Linked DNA regions of Mus musculus: region 1 is linked to region 2. A link is a contact called in public HiChIP or PLAC-seq data. All regions are on one chromosome and are shown on one strand. The core of a region is the stretch at or near the end of the contact, and the rest is flanking DNA. Distances in the headings are between cores, read along the strand shown. Region 1 holds the start of Dcaf8 (DDB1 and CUL4 associated factor 8). Region 2 holds the start of Cfap126 (cilia and flagella associated protein 126).

Region 1 (3,013 bases), core at 407-2,906, 1.0 Mb after region 2:
TCCAAAAAAGCCGGGAAGTGGTGGCGCACGCCTTTAGTCTTGGCACTTGGGAAGCAGAGGCAGGCAGATTTTTGAGTTCAAGGCCAGTCTGGTCTACAAAGTGAGTTCCAGGACAGCCAGGGCAAGGAAACCCTGTCTGGAAAAACAAACAAAACAAAACAAAAACATTACTTCCAGGAAAAAAAACTCTTCATTCTGATGTCTACCCTAAACAGTGAAAAACAATTATTTTATTCTACTGCCTACCCTGGATATAATGATCCTACTAGATTTTTCTGCTACAAATAAGAATGCTCCAGCCTGCTAGCTAGGAGTAATCTGGAATCCTAGAATCCTGGTTAGGTTTCCTTTAGGTGTCAGCAGAAAGTAGTGTACAGAGGTTACCTAAAACCAGCAACCTGCAGAGTTATGTGGCGTATCCATGTTTTAGCTGTATTTTCACAACAGCTAAATTATGAATAAACCTAGATATTTATCAACAGATGAATGAATTAAAGAAAATATAGAATATATACACAATAGGATCCATCAACTATGAAGAATGAAATAGTATTTGCAGATTATAAACAACATAAGTTAGACTCAGAAAGACAAATATGGCATGTCCTCTCCCATATGCAGAATCTGGATTTAAGTTCATGTATACATATGTCTATTAATTACACACACGTATTCATATTTAACAACAAAGTAGACAGGAGACTGAGAGGCAAGGAAGAGATATAAAGAGAGTTGAAGGAAAGCTAAGAAAAGAGAATGGAGTATACACTAGTCACAAAACTTAGTGGTAGTTATTGGAGGAAGGTAACCAAGAAGGGGAAAATGAGTGGGAAGGGGGCCATGAAGAAACAGGCATGACACATACATATGAAAATGCCACATGGAAACCTATTGCGTGTGTGTGTGTGTGTGTGTGTGTGTGTTGGGGATCGGGGAAGGACTTATTCTAGCCCCGAACTTACTATCCGTTGTTCTAGGTTGACCTCCAACTTGTGTATATCCTGTCTCAGCCTCCTGAGTGCTAGTTTGTAACCTGTTAGTTTGTATGCTCATTTAAAAAATTAAACTCTGCAGCGTTGAGCGCCTTTAATCCTAATCCCAGCGCCTGAGAGGCAGAGGCAGGTGGGTGATCTCTGTGAGATCTACAGTTCCAGGACAGCCCGGGTAGAAAGATCCTGTTTCAAATGAATAAATAAATCCTGTTTCTAAGCCGTGTCACTCCCACCCCCAGGTGTGGGGATCAAACTTTTAAAACTTTTAGACCCTTAGGAAGCATTCCAACATCCCCAAACCTTAGTGACTCTTTTAAACAAATGGACAAATGGGTGCTGGCAGAAGGCCTCTTAAGAAGCCATTGAAGGAAATGCAGCTTTGAGCCTGAAAGGAGAAAGGGGTTTTTCTTTAAACAAGGAAACAAACAAACAAAAAAATATGGCAAGAATTAGAACCTCAGGCCTGGAGGACACCTAGAAGTTTGCCTGCCAGAGCCTTTGGAATGAGGTTCATTTTCCGGCACAACTCCAAGGAGCCCCTAGATCGCATGTGTTTTGAATACCAGGAGACAAGCCATCACTCTCAAAGTACGAAAACAACTTGACTCCTCCGCCCCGCGCACGCGCCCCTCGCGGCTTCGGTTGGCCCGAGGCTCCGCCCCTTGTGCGGCCACCGGGAGGGTTGGGAGCCCAGAGCTCGCGGGACCGCTCTCGCTCAGTCTCCTCCAGCACAGCGTCGCAAACCCCGCCGGAAAGCGTGACGGCGCAGGCGCAGGCGCGGAGACCCGAGACGGTGGTGGTGGCTGCCGCTGGCCAGTGTAAGATGGCGGCGGCGTTGGTGGCGGCAGTGGACGGGGCGGCTGGGCCTGGAACAGTCGGAGCATCCGCTGGCAGAAGGATGACCCTAGATGGGAAGCGGGCTGCCGGGCCTCGCCAGCTCCCGTGCTTGTAACTGCCCCAGCCGGACGCCCTCCCCTTGACCTACCGGGTCCGTGTTTCGTCCGGCTCGGCCTGTTCCCCCCTCTCCCTGACCGCTTCCCCGCAGGACAGGCCCGATCCCTTTCCTAAAACTCCCGGACTTTAAGTCTTACTCCCCTCCTCCGAGTCGGTGCTGGGAGGACTCGTCCTCTGCCCGGGTCGGTCCACGGGGTTGCCCCCTAGGGCCAACCCCATGACTCACAGGGGCTTCTCGTTCGTCCGGTGACCCATTCGTAAACTCTCATTTCTCCCTTTATAATTTGGGGACCCGGCTCTGTTGGCGTCTCCTAGTCACTTCAGGGCCACCGCGCAGTGTGCCCCCTTCCCCCATCCCAAGATCTCAGGCCCAGCACCTCGTACGGAAGGCCGAGGTCCAAGAAACTGGCAGTCTGTTCTTGAATGCTTTGTGATCTAGTTCTCTTAATGTACTTCCCCTCCCCGTGTCCCGAAATCTTTTAGGACACCTTAGAACGGTCCCGCTTGGTCCTTATTAGTTGGAAAGCATCTGGCGGCTTGAATTTCTGACTCATGATTGTTGGTGTAGTCTGTAAACAAACCCGCACTAGAGCGATCACATTCTCCCGCGGATTCTCCCCTCCCCCCCCCTGCTCCGGAGTTTGCTTGAGACGGGTGGTTTGGTTTAAGAGTTGAAAAGATACAGGTTTTCCTCATAAGTGACTCTTTAGCCTTGGTGGAGCTGGGAGATAACTTTGCCTGGCGTTTAAATCTTGTGTTAATCCTTTGTGTTTCCATTACGGGCATGGGTTTTGTTCAGTAGTCAGAATTGAGTTAGGTAAGTTGTTTTGGTTTTAAATAGTTGTGAGGAGACTTTAAAAAAAAAAACATTAAAGTGTGGTCATAAATATTTTGGCTACTTTCAGAAGAGACGCCTTTGCCATGTAAACTTTCACTTTTCTCAGTTCTTCAGCGAACCTCCAGACCAGTTTTCTCAGGATCTTGGGCCTGACTTCGGTCGGCGATAAAAGCAGGAAGGTGAGTGGCATTGAAGGCGTTTAATTCCTCAATTCAAGACCCTTTCCTCA
Region 2 (3,227 bases), core at 646-3,145:
CTGGAAGGGTCAGGAGTATCATTATGCTGGGTTGGATAGGAGAAACATTTTAGGGGAAAAAAGAACTAGCAATTATCTCCCCACTGAATTTTGGAGGCAGCCTCAAGTAACCCAAACTTGGAGCCATCCTCCTGCTTCAGCATCCCAAAGGCTTGGATTGCAGGTATAAACAACCACATGCAGCTTGCTTTCTTGAAAGAAACAATTTGTTTTTAAATCATATGTGTGAGTTGAGGTAGCTGTTTCAGAAGAGGGCGTCAGATTCCACATAGCTGTGGTTACAGAGGCTGAGAGCCATGGGCACTGGGAAAGCCAGCTTGGCTCTACTGGATGAGCAGAGAGCACTCCCAGTCACTGAGCCATCTCCCCAGATCCCTTCCCCACCCCACGTCCTTCCTTCAAACCAGCACCTATGATCTATAGAATAATGGGTTTCATTGTGACATTTTCATTCATGTAGGATTCTGATTGCGTTCACCCTCTTATGCCCCTCCCCCTCCCAGTGGACCCCACCTGCTTCCCCCTATACCCTCTTCTCACTTCACGTGGACTTTTGTTCTTGTTGTTTGGTTGTTGAGATAAGGCCTTTCTATGCATCCCTGACTGGCCTGGAACTTACTATGTAAACCTGGTTGGCTCACATTTAGAGGTCTGACTCCTCCAAGTTCTGAGGTTAGAGGCGTCACCATGCTTTCGTGTTTGAGTGTGTGTGTGTGTGTGTGTGTGTGTGTGTGTGTGTGTGTCTGAGCTCAGAGATGCTTGCACACGTGGGAGGTTATTCCCAGGAGCATGGACCACCTACCAGTGTGGCTGGTTACAACACTGAAAAGAAGATCCTGCCCTCTCCAGAACTATTAACATAAAGGGCGGGGCCTTGTGAGCCCCTCCCCCAGCAACAGTTAACGCCTCCATAGCTCCAGGAAGGAGGGGGGGCCTCATGAGTCCCTTCCCTGTTTTTTGGAGACAGGATCCTACTACATAGCCAAGGCTGGTCTTGAACTTGAGATCCTCCTGCCTCCACTTCCTGGATACTGGGATTACAGGCGTGCACAGCCATATCTGGCTCTTAAGTATCTTTGGACAACTTGGGTTTTTTCCTTTTTTTAAAACTTAAGACTTTGTAACTGACAAGCCCTCTTTAGTTCTAACACCCCAATAGATGAGTAGATGGACTTAACAGAAATTTCAATGAGTCTCTCAGGGTTCCTTGGTTTTATAGCTAATAGGCTCAGGCCCTGGTACCTACTCAGTTTCCCACCCTACGTTCTGATTTGCCATATCCTAACCAACACTATGAAGCTATATCTTGGGTCCTGTGACTGTAGGGGGATGGAGGAGACAGGAGTCACTTAAGGACCAAGGATAAGACATATATTTCCTTTTGGGAACAAACCAGTTGGTTGCTTCCTAAGCAGTGTGCCTTTGTTATCCTGTGAGCAGCATCTTGGCAGCGCCCAATTCCCACTGTGAACATTTCATTCACCTTATTCTTCAGTGTACAAAGCAGGCCATCACTACAGTGTGTGATGGATGAGGGGTTAGGCTTAGTTCATTATACCACAGTGTCTCACACACTCAGCTCACGGGGGTTGGGGGGTCTCAAAGTTTGTTTAAATAGTTGAAGATGTCATTCAAAGACAACCTGGAAATTCTGAAGCAGACTTAACTATGTTGGGGAAACAGCTATTTACATGACAGTTATCCCTGATTTGTTTTGGACACATGCAAAGTATAGTAACTGAGGCAAATGCAGCGGTCCTGCTCAGTGGTCCTGGGATTTTGGAAGCAGAGGCAGGAGGACGGGGTGTTCAAGGTATCCATGGCTACTTCTCAGTTCATTTTCTCATGTTTGTTTGGGCCTCTATACTCTAAAATGAAAATGAACCTACGTTTCAGAGAGAAAGGAAGAGGGTAGTGTAAACCACAGAATGTAGCCCAACCCCTGCTGACCGGGAGTAACTCCCAGAAGGCTGGCCTTCTGCAGTTGCCAGGCAACAAGTGTAAACAGCACTGGATCATGGCCACTAACTACAGTGCCAACCAGGTAAGCGCTTGCTCGTCACCCTTTTACATTTGAGTTTATGTTCCAGATGCTGCCCTTGACTGCCCGCTCCCATCAGACTCTGACTGGGTTGAGGCGGTGCTTCATCTCATGGGTGGGAGGGCCCAGGAACAAGCAAAGAGGATCTGGGTTAAATCTGTAGACCGTAAGCCAGGAAGCAGTGATTTTATTTGTACAGGCCAGAGTAAGCAGTTTAGGCTTTGTAAGTCAAGTGACAAAGTCATATCTATTTATATGAAAGTTAGCACTAATTTGTTTCAGAAAAATTCAAAATATAGGGGTAGAGATGCTCCCCAGTGGTCCCCGAGGCAGGAGGATGGGTGTTCAAGGCATTCTGGGGCTACATACTGAGTCCAAGGCTAACCTGAGCTTCAAGAGAACCCCTCCCCCTCCACACACACACAGAGAGAGAGAGAAAGAGAGAGAGAGAGAGAGAGAGAGAGAGAGAGAGAGAGAGAGAGAGAGAGAGAGAGAGAATGAAAACAAGGACACAAAATAGTCACTGATGGTTCGAGGCCAGCCTGGTCTACATAGAGAGTTCCAGGCCAGCCAGAGTCTTGTAGTAAGAAAAGAAACAAAATATTGCCTACACATTTTTGGAGTTCCTTTGGAGAAAATATTTTCCTTCTTTAGTATTCCCAGTTTAGTGTTGTTCTTTTTCTTCGTTTATGTGTATGTGTGTGAGTAGGTAGACAGGTAAGGTTTTGCTACTACCTACCTATCCCAGACTGGACCACAAAGTCACAACCCTCCTACCTTCCTCTGCTAAGCGTGAGGCTTACAGGTGTGTGCCACCTTGGCCAACTACCTTCTGTCAAAGCAACACAAATGGTTGTTTTATGTCTACAAATATTTTTACAAATGGTCTATTTTTACAAATAAAAAACGTTCTTGCCAGGGAGGCAGGGACAGAAGGGTGGAACCCAGCCTCAAAGAAAGAAAGAAAAAGAGAGAGAGAGAGAGAGAGAGAGAGAGAGAGAGAGAGAGAGAGAGAGAGAGAGAGAGAGAGAGAGAGAGAGGAAAGAAAGAAAGAAAGAAAGAAAGAAAGTGGCGTTTTCTGCCCCTTGGCCTTCTAAAAGCAGGTAGCAATGTGGATTTGGTTACCATCCCTTGGTCTAATCTAGCAGTCTCCAGCAGTGTGTCACAAACATAATTTAAAAGGTTT

The links. HiChIP or PLAC-seq counts read pairs in DNA pulled down with a chosen protein or histone mark.
Region 1: a contact with region 2 is called in an H3K27ac HiChIP or PLAC-seq map of microglia, with 6 times the contacts expected there. The contact joins the promoter of Dcaf8 here to the promoter of Cfap126 in region 2. A contact is called at or near these places in 1 of 39 promoter capture datasets (liver) and 2 of 115 datasets of contacts at active chromatin or transcription factors (large pre-B cells and microglia).

The regions. Positions count from the first base shown.
Region 1 is chr1:172,146,359-172,149,371 of GRCm38.p6, forward strand. It overlaps Dcaf8 (DDB1 and CUL4 associated factor 8), which reads left to right and starts at 1,657. Exons shown (of 14, transcript NM_001357204.1): 1 at 1,657-1,980; 2 at 2,891-2,963.
Region 2 is chr1:171,121,150-171,124,376 of GRCm38.p6, forward strand. It overlaps Cfap126 (cilia and flagella associated protein 126), which reads left to right and starts at 1,896. Exons shown (of 5, transcript NM_001379426.1): 1 at 1,896-2,044. The coding sequence starts at 2,018.